Regions from separate parts of the Macaca mulatta genome. Here region 1 is linked to region 2. A link is a contact called in public Hi-C data. All regions are on one chromosome and are shown on one strand. Each heading gives the region's core, a stretch centred on a gene start, on an enhancer-like site or on the middle of the called end of the contact. The rest is flanking DNA. Distances are from core to core; before and after follow the strand shown.

Region 1 (5,639 bases), core at 1,018-3,517, 140 kb before region 2:
GAAGAGGGAGAGCAGTGACAGCAGAGTCAGATGATACAGGCACAATTCCATAGCAGGGAAGAAGGCCTGAGGACCATGAGTTATAGACAAGAGCAGTCTAAGAGTTCAAGAAAGGAAAATATCTTATGTTTCAGATGAGAGGTGGGAGTTAGTGAAGCCTTCCTGAGGTTGTTCGCATTCAATCAGGGCGGGATTTTGAAAAGAGAGACTGGAGGTACTCCATCAGAGACAGCAACCCCGGCCATACAGCAAGGCAGCAGGAAAACTGTAGTTGTCAAAAGGTCCTATAGTGGCATTATCTTTGTAAATGGTGCAACCACTAGTGGAAGAGGAGATTCTTTGTTCCTTGTGTTAGCACAAAGACTCATTTCAGTGAGGTGCTGTTTAAAACCAAAAACTAACGAGCTTTCTGTCTTCCCACATAAAACATAATATGACATGTGTCTTAAAGTTAACTGAGGTCTGCAACGGACGTACCATTAACCATGTCAACATAGGTCCAACCATAATCGGATGTTTGGCAGATTTGTCATAATCATGTGGCAAGAGCCCAGAAGGTTCATTATTCTCATTTCTGTCATTTAACGGTGGACTTGCCATCAGTAAAATAAAACAGTAACTTCAACTCTATTGGGAGAATTTTCCAAAAAATCACCATCTAAACATCCTTTGAAAATTTCACCCATAAAACTATCTGAGAGCACGGATCTAAATGACAGTAGAAGCAAAGCACCAGTAGAACAGTTTTTGTGTAGTGCCCTCATTGTGAATCTATTCCAACTTTATGGCCTTAGCATAAGAAGGGGAGGAACTGGCAGGTTCTGATTATTGGGGGGAAATTAAAAGTAAAATATCATGCCAACTCAGAAAATGCTCCACAATGCAGAAAGACAACAATTTTATTAGTAATTAGGCATTTAACTAGACTTTGATGTACATCACAGCTAATCTGCTAATGAGGTTACAAAGAGAGAAGGAAATCCCACTCTTCTTACTACAGTCAAGGAGATATAATCCGTCACACACATTCTCAAGGAAATTGGTAACGTGTCCTCATGGAAGAGGGCTTAACATAGTGTTCTATACATTCTTTTATATTTCTTCTTTAATTCATCTGGTAATTGGGGTAACCACCTGTGTTAGCTAACGGCTTTCCTCCTAAGGAATGCATAGCGCTATAACAAAGCAGGTGTTTACAATTAGGAATAACGCAGGTAGGTTAAACTCCCAAAGCGACAAGGAGATTGGGGCCCTATCTTCCTTGATGTTTACATTTTAAAAGAAATGGCTTCCAGGTCCTCAAGAAAAGCATTCCTAGGTTTTAAAAAAGATTTTCATACATATTAAATTGAGGAAGAATTCACAAATACTAAGTTTCTCGAGAAAGAAGAAGGGTCTCTTTCCCTTTTGGCAACAGGGAAAATTTGTAAATTTTTAAAATTTAGTCTTACATAGTTTTGCGTGTGTTATCAAACAAGTCCCTTTAATTTTTCTCATTGCACGTGTGTGGACTGCACTTTGGCAAGAGGTGCAGTGATAAGTGGCTGCAGCTACGTGAGTGTTTGTGAACCTCCTCTCTAACAAGATCACCGAAAAGACATTTTTTAAAATGCAGACACGTCCTTGTTCATTTCCAATTCCGTTTCTCACACCAGTGTCACGTTAGGCCATTAACTCACGTTCAGCTTTCAAGCCCTTACGTAAAGAACCATTGTCTTGGCGTGAATCACACCACTACGAGCAGGTCAGGGGCAGGTGAAGGCGGGAGTTCACGTCCTAAGACTTCCCTGAAGCGGCGGGATCTTCCGCACAGAAACCAACCGCAAGGCCAGACAAAACTGCTGCAACGGCTTTCAAATCTGTCCCTTTCTAACCCCGTTCCCCCTGGACCTGCCGTGGCCGGAAGAGGAGGAGGAGGAAGGTGCGGGGGTGAGGAAGCAGAGCCGCGCGTTCCCTGGGGCTGGGAGGAAGGCGCACCGCGCCTGGGACCCGCGGGCTGGAAGACAGCAGGAAGGGGCCGCAGAACAGTGTGGCGGCGGAGTCCAGGCCCGGGACCTCGTGCCCTCGCTGGGGCACCGCGGCTCAGCTTTCTGGTCCTCTCCCCGGGTACGAGCACGCCTCCACTCCGGAACTGCATTCCGGTGGACCGCGTCATCCCAGGCTGAGGAAAGCCATTGTCCCTCACCTCGACTTCGACTACGACAGGTGTGAAACGGCTTTCCTGGTCTCCCGGGCGACCGCGCCGCCCGTCGGCTTGACGTCAGGGCGCAGCGACGTCACGGCCCACGTCTGTCGTCAGCGCTCCCCTGCACCGCCCAGGGCCTCACGCGCCGGGCGGAAGTGGGAAAACTGGTGGTGGGGCTGGGAAGGCTGGGCTAGTTTTACGCGGAGTGTTGTGAGAAGGAGGGAAGGGGATCGAGGGATGAGGCGGGCGAGAGTGGGTCGGGTGCTTGGTAGCGGCTGCTGAGATGGAGGGAGCTATCCCACCGTCGTGGGGGTTTGGAGAGAGGCACTGCCGGGAGTCAGGAGCCTATAGCCCTACCTCTCACCCCGGCTCTGGGGCTATGTGGCTGACATAGCAGTGAGCAGTTACTGTTCTTGAGCGGAGGAAAGAGATGCCTGTAGAGGTCATGGGTGTAAAGGGAAGTTCTAGTTTCAGTCATTACAGCAAGGGCAAATTAATTGGGAAGGCGTTGGTGACATTTCCATTCTACTCCAAAGTAGTGAAGATTAAGGGCTTAGTTCAAAAAGTATTTTGAGACCTCCTAGTCTACACTTTATTTATCGCAGGCTACCCACCCTTACACGTGACAAACTTCCCTTTATTCATACATTCATTCACAAAACAAATATTTATTGACCTACTACGCGACAAGCAGAGCAGCATACCGAGATAGGGTAATACTCTGTGACTGGTCAAGGAAGGAGCAGCCATTGGTATAATTAGCAGGTGACTCATTCGTAGTCCAGATCTTGCCTTTCTGAGGATTATATAAGGTCCAAGTACAGTTCTTCCAAGAACCAGAGAAAATATCATGGCTCTCTAGCAGGCAGAAAGACTGGTTTGCTATTGAATAAAATAAGGTTAAGTAAATACAAAGAAAATTAATTGAACCTATAGATTTAGATAAATGATTAAATGACGCACAGCAGTAGCAGTACACCAAACTGCTTACTCATAACTATTGATTAATGACACCAGGAAGTACTGAACACTGCAGTGCCTTGTTCCTTGGCACTAAAAAGTCTAGCAGATGTATCTTGTACGCGCAACCTGACTGATATTTTTGCCCCAGTGCCTACCCTTGATTTTCTGTTTCCACTCCCTCAAAGAGGAAAGGATTAAGAGGCCTGGAGGACAGTCAACCAAGTGGTCAAGTACAGCATGCTTATGAGAAGCCCAAATAACTTTCAGAGCTATTCATCCTCATCATATTTATCTGAGGGATAGTGAAGGTAAGACTGCTGTCATTTTGTAATAATGGAAGTTTAGATATAGGGCACCAAAACCGGTACCTATCTGGGACAGAAATTCGCACGCCTGATGCAAGATCACTCTGTTCTGAGGCTAGTTTTATTTATTGAGTACTTTGTGTATAGGATAAGGAAAAGCAACGCTTTAAGGATGGGAGAAAATCCAGTTCAAAGGCGCAGTTCACTCTGTGGTTTAATTTCATCTGTGTTTGTTTATCTGCATATTGCCTTTGTGACCAATTTCCACTGTAAATTTCCCTTAGACCTGCACTGTCCAGTAAGGTGGCTTCATGTAACTAATTTCACTAAAATAAAGTATGTTTAAAAATTCCATTGCTATATTGCATTAGCCACATTTTAAGTGCTCAGTAGTCATGTAGGTACGGTATGATACACCATAGATATTGAACATTTTCATTATCATAGAAAGTTGGGCTGGGCATGGTGGTTCATGCCTATAATCCTAGAGCTCTGGGAGGCTAAGGCAGGAGGATCCCTTGAAGCCAGGAGTTTGAGACTGGCCTGGGCAATATAGTGAGAGACTGTCGCTATAAAAAAAAATTAGCGTGGTGTGGTGACACACACCTGTAGTCTTTACTCAGAAAGGCCTAAATGAGAGGATCACTTGAGCCCAGGAATTTGAGGCTGCAGTGAACTATGATCTGGCCACTGCACTCCAGTATAGGTGACAGAGCCTGACCCTGTCTCTTAAAAAAACAAAGAAAAAGAAAGTTGGAAAGCAGTAGACCCCAGTAACAATTTCAAGGGATAAGAGTTAAGTTATGAAGAATGACATTTTTTAAAGGGTAGCAGCAAAAAGTGTTATTCCTGAAAGAAGATAGTGCACAGGAAGTGTTGTGACAAGATGTTACAAATTAGGTTTAAGAAAAAAACAAAACAAAGCCATGAATCCTGTGCCCTGTGTGGGTGTTTTATCTTAGTCTGTCTTTTCAGGTTTCTCACTTGCCCTCCTTGATCCTTCTTCTCACCCCATTACTGTCCATACTAGAACTGAAGTACAATTTAAAATAATCCCATCATTGGGCATATTGAATAAAGTTTGTGTTATCCCATTAATTTTTAATTGAGTGAATTTTCACTTTTTACTGCGACTTTTAAAAATTATCCAGTAATAACCAAATTAAGCTGCTAACTTCTTTTTATGACCCTTAATTTCCCGCCTCCCAACCCCATATTGTCAGCGACCCCTGGGGAAGGAAATGCTTTCTAGTTTTTGGAATAGACTTTCTAAAGCAACTAACCTAGGGCTTTCCACATGGTCTGCAGAACTTCGTGTTGGTTTATGAGGACACAGTGTCTGTGCTTTTGTTACTGTTGTGAATTTACATAAAATCTGTAAATATCCATCAAGGAATTGTTCTTCTTATTCACTTCAAAAAGTAGTTTTAAGCTTCCTCTTTTGTTTCCTCCTCCCCCACCCCCATGAAAAGCATGTACAAGAGGTATGTTGCCTGCAATTCTGAAATTCTGATAACAATGTAGGAACTCTATCCAAGATTGCTTTTTTTTTTTTTGAAACGGAGTCTTGCTCTGTCACCCAGGCTGGAGTGCAATGGCACGATCTCGGCTCACTGCAACCTCCAGCTCCCAGGTTCAAGGGATTCTCCTGCCTCAGCCTCCCTAGTAGTTTGGACTACAGGCACCTGCCACCATGCCTAATTTTTTGTATTTTTAGTAGAGATGGGGTTTCACCATGTTGGCCAGGCTGGTCTTGAACTCCTGACCTTGTGATCCACCCTCCTTGGCCTCCCAGAGTGCTGGGATTACAGGCGTAAGCCACTGCGCTTGGCCCAAGATTGCTAATTTTAAAGCGAGCTTAAAACTGTACAAAGGGAGCATGGCAAAATTATATTTAGCCCCAACTTTATTTTCATCCTGCAAACCAGAACCCAGTACAACTCTGTCCCCTCAAAAACGGGAATTAAATAGTTACAAACAGGCCTCGCAGGTTGGAAGCAACCACAGCTTTCACTGCTATTTCTGGGTTCCATCCAGCGCAAGTGCACAAAAGAAAAAAACCTAACATTTTTGAAAAGCTAATACTTATTGGGCTCTTTCTATTTGCCAGGCACTTCGTACACAATGTCTCATCCAATTGAGAACCCTTCCAAACATAACTCAAGTCAGATCCTACTTATTGTTTA
Region 2 (6,009 bases), core at 2,375-4,874:
CTTCTCTATAGTATTTAACAACAGTTCTACACGTTGTTATAAATACATACCCATACTTCATTCTCATTCTATCATTTTCTGGGTTACAGTAAAATCTTTCCAAGTGCTCCTGAGAATCATTGAATACACTCTGCCACTTTTGAGTAGTTGTCCTTTTGATCTGCCAATGATATGGCAAGACGGTGTGGTGCTTCAAACAATCCCTGCCATAAATACAAGTGCCTTGCAGAAAGTCCATGCAAATTTCAATTCCGTTCTCTTGGTGAGTGTGGTACTGCAATTGGTTCACCAGCTCAAACACGAGGTCAAGGGAAGCCTCTTCACTTTTGTCCTGGAAGAGCTCAGTACTCAGTTTATCACTGGTGTCCAAAATGTATTGGATTGTAAAACTGTTTTCTTGGAAAATGCCTGGAACATAATCTATGACTTTGTCTAAGCAGTCAGGACTAGTAGGAACATCACTTGAAACTGGGTGCAAGAGATCAGTCTGGAAGTGACCTGCTGTAGAATCTGCCACCGTCCCACTGAGAGTTTCTGATGGAAAGCTGTGATCTTGGATTGGAACCACTTGTTCTGGAGCTTCAGTGGAAGGATGGGCTTCCGGTATCTGGTCCCCAACATTTGTCCTATCAGGTATCAGAACAGACATATTATTTTCTGCTGGTGGGCATGATGAATTGATTTCCATGGCTTTCTTCATCATAGGTTCATGTAAGCTGTTCTCATCTGTACTCTGGTTCCTAGATCTAAAAACCCCATCAAGCGAGCCAGATTCTAGAAGAGTGTTTAATATTGGCCTCAGAGACCTCAGGGTTCCAGTTCCCAATCTTTTCTGATCCTTTTTCTTAAAACAAGTCTTCAATGGAGTGATCTTCTCAGAGAGTCTCATTTGGCATGAAAAGTTATCAGGAGGAGAGGGAGGCTGCACTACACAGTCTGGCTCAGGTTCGGTGGTTTCCATTTCCATGATGTGGATTAGTTCCAACTGCTCCTCAGAGTCTAAAAATTCTACGAGGAAAGGAAGGAAGATGATCATTTACAAACTGACAGCAACTGGATTTCATTCATTCACTAAAATGTTTTGTTTTTGTCCTAATTCCCTGAAACCATTCCTCTTATACTATATTTAGTTTTTACAGGTCAATGTTAAATTTTATTGAGAAATTAAGGATCCAAAGCACCCAAGGCTATCCAAAAGCACCCAGCAGGTAAAAGTAGAAGAGTCTTTCAATAGGCCATTGGCATGCATTTGTGGGCTGAATACACAAGAGTTTGAAATTCTGCCAGGTTATGAATTTTTACTATAAGGCTAGAGTGGGGTGGGAAATGGGAGGTAGAAATAACTGTGTCTAGATGATGACAGCAGGGAAACCACACTTCCCCTCAGCTTTGCGGTTCTCTTCATAGTTGTTGATGTATCACCTATCTCATGAGTTGACAAAAAGTTTAAAAGTCCATCAAATGAAAGATAAACTTCAAACTTAAACAGTGAGTGAATTTAAGGGTATAAGAATATACACAAGAAACAGGGGCTCTCAACTGAAATACTATATGGGAGAAAGCCAGGAGTTTGTTAAGCATTTCTATATTCAGAAAGCTCTAATATACTATCCAAGAATGTTGAGTCTACTTTTGCAACCCCCAAAAACATTACCATTACTGATGGAATATAAGGGTGTGTTTAGTAACGAAGCCCCATCAGCAACAACCACTGCACACTGTGTCAGAAGACAAGCACAACTTGGTAACACAGAAAAAGCCTCCTAGTTCTCGTCCTTAGAAAAGTTACATATATACATTTTTAAAGGGCAAATGAAGGCATATTATAGAAAAACAAAACAACAATATAAAACACGCACCAAATTTCAGATTCCTAATCAATTACTGAAAGAGACAAAAAAAGTCCTTTCTTCCAAGAATCAGACCCCTTGAAAAAAACTGAAATTTGAAAACATTTACTGAGATTGTGCCAGGTGAGAAAGGAATGGTGATGAGCAATTAATCCTCTTCTCTCTTGTCCAATAAACTGAAAGAGATCTGTGACGCAAGGTCCCATGACTTAATCAAATATGCATCCTAGGTGCCCAGTAAAGTGCCTAGCTACCACAATGCACACAGCTGGTGTTCCACATATATTTTGTCGGCTGAATTACTTAAGAAAAGCACCTATCAAATGCTTAGTTCTTTGGTGTTTGTGGGTCAACAACGAAAGATAAAACTGAGTGTCCCCAAAAGTGAATATTAAAAATCTAATTGGAGAGAGTCATAAATCTATGTGTAAGAAGTCCATCACATTCATAAAAGTAAAATACAAAGCACAGTTTATAACAAAGTGTTAAATGTACATAAGTACAAAAGGAAAAGGCAGAAAAAGGAGAGTTCACTGTGAGCTGGCATTGTTAGGGAAAGCTTCACGAAGAAGAAGGGATCTGACATGAGACATAAATCAACTGGAAAGCAGCCAAGCCAGGCGTTATTATTCATCATTTGGTGCTACTGCCTCAAGGCACAATTGGCACAGACTGTGGTATTCCCTCTCCACCATACCAAACCGGACTGCGCTTTCCCCACGCGCACACACTCTAACCACTCCTATCAAACCCAATCAAGGTAAAAGAGACACGAAATCGATTTTATTTATATGTGTGTCTGCAAGTACACACGCAAGCGCGCGCGCAACTTTTCCTATTATTGCCCTTCATCAAACTCGGAAACAAAACTGGGAGGAAGCAGCAGAGAACTGGAGGAGTGGCTGGAGGTGGAAAGCCACTAGAACCTAGTTCCTCAATTAGTTTTCATAACAGAAAAATAAAGATGCGAAGGACACATCCTCTGGTCTCCAGCGGCAGGCGACACACCGCGACACCCCGCGACACCCCTCACCTCGTGACGCCGGGGTTCTCCAGCACTCCCGGCCGAATGCACTTTCCGAAGAAACCGCCGCTCCAAAGCCTGCCCGCCCGCCGCCGCGCGACACCCCGGCGCCGAGCCCGGGTCCGAGCGACGCCTCCTGCCGGCCGCGGCGGTTTGCTCAGCTCCTGGTCCCGGGCCGCGCCAACTCCGCGCAGCGCCGCTGAGGCGCCGCCCGGCTCTGCAATTCCGGGTGTTCCCGGGCGTCCCCGCCCCCGCCTTCCCCTCAGCAGGCGCCTGGGCGCCCCCCAACCCCTGTCCAGCCTCCTTCGGACCAACGACCCGCCCCGGCCTCCCTACATCCGAGAGGCCACTCGCAGCGCCTTCTGCCTTTAATTCTTTTTTATCCCCTCAGCCCACCTCCCGAAGAGCGTCCAGCGGGTCTTGGGGGCTCGCAGAACTGAGCCGCGAAGCGCCGGGGAAACGCGGCTGGCGCTTCCCGCGGCGGCGGGGAGGAAGACGAAGACTTGCGCGCTCTCAAAGTTAACGTGAAAACAGCTTCCAAACTTCTGGGCTGCAGCCCGAAACGCGGGGTAGCCGGAAGACTCCCGCAGCCGCCGTGCCCTCCCCCGGCTCTGGGAAGGGCTCCTCGGCGCCTCAGAGCACCCGGGGTCGGCCCGCGGGGGAGGCCGCATAGACGCGCCCCCACCCTGACCAACGGGGAAGGGGCAGGCGCCGGCGACCCCAACTAAATCCTTCGGCGCCTCGGTCTGATGTATACACCTGCCAGAAGCTCTAAGTGCCTAAGAAGTGTAACCAATTCCATCTTGATGCTGACGGGACCCGAGTGAATTCGGTACAAAGGGCAGTCTCAAAATCAATCACCCGATCCGCGAGAGCCCGGCACACTCCCGGCGCGGGGCCGGAGCCGCGAGGCCGGCGCTCGCACTCCCCGCTAGGGTCCCTCAGCCCCTCAGTGCCCTCCCGGAGCCCTTTACCTGAAAGGGACCCTGAGAGAACGGACGACAGGAGCCGAGTCGAAAGCAGTGTCCGCGCCGGAGGTCAGCGCCGAAGGCGGGAGCCGGCGTCTACGGACCACAGAGCGGCGACGCGGCCAGCCGCGCACGGGCCATTCCGCCGCCGCGAACGCAGAAAGCCTCGATCGCGCTCCGAGTCCAGCCAGCTCGCCTGTCACCTCGATCTCTGCTTTAAGTGGCTTCCGGTCGCCTCCTCCCGACGGCCCGTCGCGGAGGCGGAGCCTGGGCGGCCGGAGCGCGGTGGGGTGGGGTGAGGAGGCCGGGCGCTCAGTGGGTGCCGAGAAGAAGACCCGCCCCCTGCGCGCGCGTGCGCGTTCGTTCGAGGGGAGGCGCGCGGGTTGTGTGCCGTGTACTTGTGTTCCCGCGAGGGGGCGTGTCCTTTCTCGCGCCGGCGGTGTCCCCGCGGGTCCGCGTCTCCACGCGGCTGTGAGAAAGGAAGGCGTGTGCCGCGTGGGACGGGCTCCACCTGCCTGCGGACAGATGGTGGGTCACTTTGTTCCGAGGAGACCCAGGCACCCGAGGGAGGATGTGAAACGGAACGACCCGTTTCGGTGCGGTTGGCTTTGTTTATTTGCCTCCTCCCCAGACGCCTCCAGCCCCTGATGTCGACGCACCCTGTGAGGAAGCAAACGGCTGCCTCCGCCACTGCCACCAGACGAGGTCGCCTGCCCCGCGCCGGACAGGCCGGACGGGCTGCGCACCTGCGGCGGCCGACTGTTTCGTGGGCCTTGTACGCCACCTTGCAGAAGGGGAACCTAGCTCTGAGGTTTTGATGATAGAAGCTCATTTACTTGTGTTTTAAAGCCCACAAACGCCGTAGTGACTAATTTATTCATTCAGCAAATGTCTCTCAGAGCGTCTATTACGTACCAATCATGTAGCCTGGACTTCATGCCTGTCCTCATGGAGCTTGCAGAGCACCTCTGAAATACACAGCACATACAGAATGGCCATATTTTCTGGGCTGTAAAATACTTTAAAGTGTAACTCCATATATTGAGTAGATTTTCAGTAGTGAAGGAAGAAACAATACATTTAGTTCATATAATCCGTATGTATGAAAAAACGAAAGTGCTGGTAATTCCAGACATGGAAGTCAGTAAAACCTAGGAGCTAAAAGGTAATAATCATAGACATTATGATTCTAAGCCTTTATTAAACTGTTCTAAACCAGACTGGGTAAGCACACCAGCAATGAATAGATTAAGGGTGTTATCTCCTCAGCAGCTTATTTCAAATTGCATCAAGGCAGGGCCATTAAACTAAGGTGAGAATGATATGGGCGGAATTCAGAGGATAATAGGTAAAAGATGAAAAACTTTACATTTAAAATCTTACTGAGACAGATCTTGGTCTGTGTCTACTCATACACAGAATCGCCTAGAAGCTCATATTTGAATTTACCGTATTACTCTTGGCTTTCTATTTTTCTCATTTCTTCTGTTTTCTTTTCTGTCCTTTTGTGCCTTCTTGTAGATTATTTTTAATTCCACTCCCTTCTAACAATTAGGTTGTTATACATTCGTTATGCTTTTAGTAGTACTTCAGTTATTTATTGCTGTGTTCAAACTACCCCCAAAATATAATGACTTAAAACAATGGCTCTTTTATTTGCTCATGATTCTGAATTCTCTGGCACAGGAATTCAGTCAGGACATAGTACAGGTGGTTCATTTCTGCTCCATGATGTCTGGGGCTTCAATTAGTGTGGGCATAATGGGGCCTGGCTGGAATGGCTTAACTAGGGTCATAAGTCTTGGGACTTGAGGATGGAGATGGAGTTTCATGACAAAAATGAATGTGAACATGATGTGGAAAATATGGAGATGGAAGCCACAAGCTAAGGATGCTGGAACAGAAAGAAGTCTGTTAGCTATATACCTTGGTTTTTCTCTACATGGCTTCTCCATATGGCTAATTTAGGCTTCCTCACAGCATCATAATCTTAGGATTGCAAGAGGGGACATTCCAAAAAGACAAGCCTCAATGTGCAAGCCTTTACTTTTATCATGCTTACTAATGTGTCACTGGCCAAAGCAAGTCACATGGCCAAGCTCAGCGTCAGTGTGGGAAGGAACTACACAAGATTGTGAATATTGGGAGGTGTGACATATTGGTAGTC

Evidence for each region. Hi-C and Micro-C count contacts between places; a contact is called where the count stands out from the background.
Region 1: a Hi-C map of fetal cortex germinal zone shows a contact between it and region 2, with 3 times the contacts expected there. The contact joins the promoter of LEKR1 here to the promoter of LOC144339466 in region 2. A contact is called at or near these places in 5 of 14 Hi-C or Micro-C datasets (CD4 T cells, fetal cortex germinal zone, fetal cortical plate and 2 more).

Annotation. Positions count from the first base shown.
Region 1 is chr2:60,000,290-60,005,928 of T2T-MMU8v2.0, reverse strand. It overlaps LEKR1 (leucine, glutamate and lysine rich 1), which reads right to left and starts at 2,267. Exons shown (of 13, transcript XM_015131868.3): 1 at 2,186-2,267.
Region 2 is chr2:59,858,318-59,864,326 of T2T-MMU8v2.0, reverse strand. It overlaps LOC144339466, which reads left to right and starts at 3,624. Exons shown (of 4, transcript XM_077994099.1): 1 at 3,624-3,662; 2 at 3,810-4,370; 3 at 4,474-4,653. The coding sequence starts at 3,624. TIPARP (TCDD inducible poly(ADP-ribose) polymerase) reads right to left here and starts at 4,055. Exons shown (of 6, transcript XM_015131864.3): 1 at 3,849-4,055; 2 at 51-1,008. The coding sequence starts at 967.